Linked DNA regions of Zea mays: region 2 is linked to region 1. Evidence: chromatin contacts called from public Hi-C data. All regions are on one chromosome and are shown on one strand. The core of a region is the stretch at or near the end of the contact, and the rest is flanking DNA. Distances in the headings are between cores, read along the strand shown. Region 1 holds the start of LOC100194223. Region 2 holds the start of LOC118476099 (arabinogalactan protein 1-like).

The links. A called contact is a pair of places that touch in the nucleus more often than the background predicts.
Region 2: a Hi-C map of ear shows a contact between it and region 1, with 2.2 times the contacts expected there. The contact joins the promoter of LOC118476099 here to the promoter of LOC100194223 in region 1. A contact is called at or near these places in 7 of 25 Hi-C or Micro-C datasets (bundle sheath, ear, endosperm and 2 more) and 1 of 3 datasets of contacts at active chromatin or transcription factors (leaf).

The regions. Positions count from the first base shown.
Region 1 is chr1:197,367,694-197,370,393 of Zm-B73-REFERENCE-NAM-5.0, forward strand. It overlaps LOC100194223, which reads left to right and starts at 1,273. Exons shown (of 6, transcript NM_001139264.1): 1 at 1,273-1,503. The coding sequence starts at 1,409.
Region 2 is chr1:197,503,713-197,506,412 of Zm-B73-REFERENCE-NAM-5.0, forward strand. LOC118476099 (arabinogalactan protein 1-like) reads right to left here and starts at 1,450. Exons shown (of 1, transcript XM_035964213.1): 1 at 231-1,450. The coding sequence starts at 1,126. The coding sequence ends at 374.

The DNA of each region.
Region 1 (2,700 bases), core at 23-2,522:
TGGCTCGCCCCGGAAAACAAATAATGATGGCGCCCCGCGTGCTCCATGACGACGGTGGCTCTCAGCCCCTTACGGAAGCAAGGAGACGTCAGCAAGGACTCGACAGCCCCGACAGCTGTCCTTCCGCAGGGCTCCAGCTCTCCTCCGACGACCACGACATCACATGAACAGGGTGTCAAAACCTCTCCGACTACCACAACGGCATGTACTTAGGGCTCTATCTCCTCTCTGCTAGACACGTTAGCACACTGCTACACCCCCCATTGTACACCTGGACCCTCTCCTTACGCCTATAAAAGGAAGGTCCAGGGCTCTCATACGAGAAGGTTGGCCGCGCGGGGGAACGGACTGACGCCTAAGGCTCTCGCTCTCTCCCACGCGGACGCTTGTAACCCCCTACTGCAAGCGCACCCGACCTGGGCGCAGGGCAACACGAAGGCCGCAGGTTTCCCCTTTGCCTGTTCTCTTCCCCCCTTCGTGCTCCGTCTCGCGCCGACCCATCTGGGCTGGGACACGCGACGACAATTCACTCATCGTTCCAGGGACCCCCCGGGGTCGAAACGCCGACACTACTTAGTTCTAGTCTTTTAGACTGTGATGTGGTCATCTGATCAGTGCTTTCACTGCTTTGTCATTGAGTGATTGTGGGAGAGTCATTTTGTATTGTAATATACATTTGTAACAGATACAAACTTAATGACTAAACTTTGAGCTGGCTGCACTTTTTTTTCTTTCTAGGGTTTCTCACAAGGGTGAGTTTTACCTAGAAAGGTTTTTAATGAGGCAACATTGCACAAAACAGCTCATTTATTATATTTGTCTATATTTTCTACTGTTTTTTTAACTTTGGTTATATTTGTCTATATTTTCTGCTGTTTGGAAACTTTGGCAGGCTGGTGCTGGCACAATCCGTTTGTTTGAACGTGCCTAGCGGGCTGGTCCGGCACGAAAAGTGGCCCAGAGAACCGTGCCTGGACCAACGACCAGGCACGTGGGCTCTCCAGACACGGCCCATAGACCTAGGTCGGCCCGTTGGCTGATGGGTCGTGCTTGCTCGTGCCCGTGCCGGGTCGTGCCGGGCCGGCCTGTTGGCCATCTATACCAATGGATCACGTTCATGGATCACGCCAAAGCATGGGCCTGACGTCTTCGAAACTTCCAATGCCCAGGCCTAGAAATCTAAGTATTGGGCTGATTCTGCTCAAGCACAGGGCCCATACTACGGTGCCATCGCTCTCGCTCTCTCTCTCTCTCTCTCTCTCCAGACTCCACGACTCCACCGCTCCTCTGTCCTCTCCCCACCACCTCCTTGTATCTCTCCTCCCCTTCTGGCCGACGAAACCCTACGCGCGCGCGCTGCCAAGCCCTCGCCGCCGACGCCTACTCCGACTCCGACGCCGCAGTAGTGATGTACGCCGACAGGTCCTCGGGCAGGAAACGCTCTGTAATGGACCGCCTCGGGTCGGGCGGCGGCTCGCGCTCGCGGTCCGACGACGCAAAAAGGTACGCCTTCGAGCTCGTTTCGGTTCAAAATCGTTGCCCGCTCTCGCCGCTCCCGCGCTTGTTGGTGCTACATGGTCGCGGGTTCTGGGATGGATCGATAGCCAGAGCGTGGCGGCCGCGGAAATGTTGTTTAGGGGCTTCGAATCGAACGGTTCGTGTTGCCGGTGCTTTTAAGGCTTGCTTGCAAAGGCTTATTACCGTCGTCCGTCGCCAGTTGTGTTGTTTGTATACGGGATCCGGTCGGTAGTTAGTGTATGCAATGCTTGTGGTTGATTGTGTGAATCGGCGGATATAGATGCTTGTAGTACTGTTGCTGTTGTGTTTGGCTAATAGGTGCTTACATTCTAGCAATGAACTATTATACAGTTGTGTTTGGCTAATTGACTAACAACTAGCCAAGTGACAATAACATGTACCTGATATAAGCATGTATTCTGGTACAAGCATGGTGGCTGCGTATTGCATGCAACAAGCCTAAAACAAAAAAAAAAACTAATGAAACTAATAGGAGGTTCCGGTTGTAGATTGCCGAAACACACCCTACGTCCTGCAGTATAGATCTTGGAGCAGGGACACAGGGAGAGAAAAAGTAGGTCCTTGCTGCCTTTGCTCATTGGAGGTGTTAGAATACCTATTAGGGTTTGGGGCTTCCCCTTTGTAATTCCTCTCTCGGCCCCTTGTAATGGGCCTGGCCCAACTATCCCAAGTCTATTAATACATCACCCAACTCTATCCTAGGGTTAGGGTTTTCCATTCTCCAACTTGGTACCAGAGGCTTTTCTTTCTCTCCCTCCCACCTCCCTTCCAGCCGTTGACACCCAGTCCCGCCGTCGGCCACCCCTCCGCCTCACTCTCTCTCCTCTCCTTCCCCACCTTCGCCCCTCCGGCCGGCCGCCGTCCGGGTCCATGGGATCCACCCGCGGGTCCATGGGATCCACCCGCCTGCCTCCTCCGTGTGAGGCCAGTCGTGCCCTGCCCCGAATTCGCCTGTGCGCCGACGCCGCTTGCCCCCCATCGACGGCCGGGACGCGCCTCCCCCTAGGCGTCGCCACCAGGCCACGCCCGGAGCAGCCACCTGGTCGTCGGGCTCCGCGCTGCCCCCGAGGCTGGACCGCCGCGGACGCCCCTGTCCCTGCTGCTCCCTTCGGCCGGTCGGCTGCTCCCTTTGGCCGACCGGCTGCTCCCTTTGGCCGGACC
Region 2 (2,700 bases), core at 200-2,699, 140 kb after region 1:
TGAAACAGTGCGTGCGTGCTAGCTGTCCGCCAGCAGCAGAGGAGTAATTGAATGAATCGCAGTGGGTGCTAATCTCGGGTCAAACGTCCTCCTCTCTTTACTTTTAACCGGCCACCGGCCGTGTAGCTCACTTTTGACTCTGATCTCGGTTCGTTCGTCTAATCGTCTTCGTCCACAGATCGTGTTCCAAGAACTAGTAGTAAGAAAGAAATTGCAGCAAGAGAAAAATGTGCACCATGGAAATGAAATGTTGATTTTTTCCAAAGCCGAACATGTTGTGATCTTTTTTCACAGCGGGAGCACGCGAAAGAGGAAAGGGGCCCGAGAGATTCGGGAGATCTATCTATCTCTACGGCACGGGCTCCCCCCCCGGTCAGAAGATGTCGAGCACGTCGACGATGGCGGCGTTGCAGAGCGGGCAGCGGCCGCGCCCGCCCAGGAGCTCGCGGGCGCAGCCGCGGCAGAAGGTGTGGCCGCAGGGGATGAAGGCGGCGCCCTTGGCCCGGGCCATGCACACGCAGCAGCACCCGGCGACCACGCCCCTGCCCGCCGCAGCCGCCGCCGAGTCCTCATCTTCTTCTGCCTGCGCCGCGGCGCCTGGGACGGCGCTCCACTGCCGGTCCGTCTGCTCCAGGAGCGCCATCAGGGAGACCCTCTGCTCCTGCTCCTGCTCCTGCTCGTGCTCATCCGCCGCCGCAGGGGGCGGAGACGGGGGAGGGGCGGCCTCGGCGGCGGGCGCCGGCGCCGGCGGGGAGGCCGTGGTCGGGGGTGGTAGCGACACGGCGCGGCGGACGAGCGGGTCCCCGGCCCCGGCGGCGGGAGGCTGGTCGTCGCGGATTATGTCGAGGAGGGTGCGCGTCGCGGCGGCGGGGGACGACGGCGACGGGGACGGGGACGGGGACGCCGCCGGGACCTGGACCTGCCTCTCGGCGGCCATGGCGGAGGCGAGCGTGACGGCGGCCCGGCGCCCGGCCGACGCCAGGTCGTCCTCGTCTCGGAGCTTCAGCAGGTCGCGGAGGTTGCAGGACCCGGCGGCCCCGGGCGGCGGCAGCGGCGCCGGCGCCGGCGCAACCGCGGCGAGCTGGTCCGCCAGCGTCACGCTGCGCCGCAGCACGCGCCCCTCCATCCTTCCTATCCCGCCCCGACGCACGGACCCGAGACCGAGAGACGCTGGAAGGGGGGAACCGATGCGGCGGCCAGCACCGGCACGCTTGTGTGGACTAGTAATAAGTGAGGGCGCGCCTGGGGAGGCGTGCGAGGGCTCCGTCTCGTTTCGTCTGGATCTGGTCTGGCGTGCGGGAGGGAGGGAGGGAGGAAATGGCTGGGTTTTGCGGGGTTTCTGCGTGTCAACGCCTGCCTGGCTGCTTTCCGTCCGTTCGGGCGGGTTGGGTGCGCGGCTCGGCGCTTTGCAGATGGAATTTGGAAGGTTTTGTAGTGCATCTGCAGCAGCGCTCGCAGATCGGCAGATGGAAGGAGGGGGGCTAATAAAGGCTGCCGGGCGGGGGGGCTGCATCAGCGGAGAGGCGCAGGATCTGCCACGGTAAAATGGGATGCCGTTTGTCGGTCATGCCGTGCCGTGCCGTGCCGTGTGCTATGCGCCCGAGCCCGACTGCAGAGCCGCCCGTCCGCCGTAGCTGGCACGGCGTGCGCTGATGGCAAAGGTGTGCGGGCTCTCGGCCGGGCCGGTTGACTTCACGAGGAGGACTCTTGTGTTTGTTTGGCTGACTCTGGTCCTGGGAGATGGCAACCGTTTATTGGGCCGTGCGAGACACTGGGCCGCGTGCCAGCTTTACTGCAGCTGGTGGAGCTATTGCAGGCCGAAACCGAACCTTCCAAGCGCCGCGGACTGCCTGCCAGTCCCGTCAGCGACTACACTGCGCAACATAACTAGAGATGGCAATGGGTACCCGAAACCCGGTGGGTTTTTACCCCATTAGGGTACGAATTTGGGTCAATTTTCATACCCATGGGTTTGTTAATGGGTATAAATCTATACCCGACGGGTTTATGGGTACGGGTTTGTTCCTGTAATACCCAAACCCGTGAACCTGTAGGTTTTTTAAACCCGACCAAACATAGTGCATATTGTCATTTTATTTTATAAACGAACAACAAACTTTTTATTCCTTATTTACTTCATAATTTTTATCAATTGGTGAATGTATCAGTAGTCGGTGAGAGTGTTGCTTGCTTGCTATTATAGTTTTTAATAGCGCTATATATGTGGTGGATGGATAACTTAGTGCAAGGTCACTTAATTATACAACTTATTATTTGTATTTCATTCTCTCTACTTATAATTTTTATATCAAATCATGAACTCGTTGTTCATTACATAGATTTTAGATCATGATATCATTAATCATTATGATACTTATTGATTATGAGAAGAACAAGTATATTGGAGATGAAACCCGCGGGTAACCCATGGGTACCCGCTAACCCGATGGGTACGGGTTTGGGCAAAATCTCAAACCCGTCATGGATACGGGTTTTTTAATGGGCATCGATATTTTTCACGGGTACGGGTTTGGGACGACAAAACCCAGCGGGTTTGTACCCGTTGCCATCTCTAAACATAACACAGAGTAGAGATGGCAATGGGTACCCGAAACCCGGTGGGTTTTTACCCCATTAGGGTACGGGTTTGGGTCAATTTTCATACCCATGAATTTGTTAATGGATATAAATCTATACCCG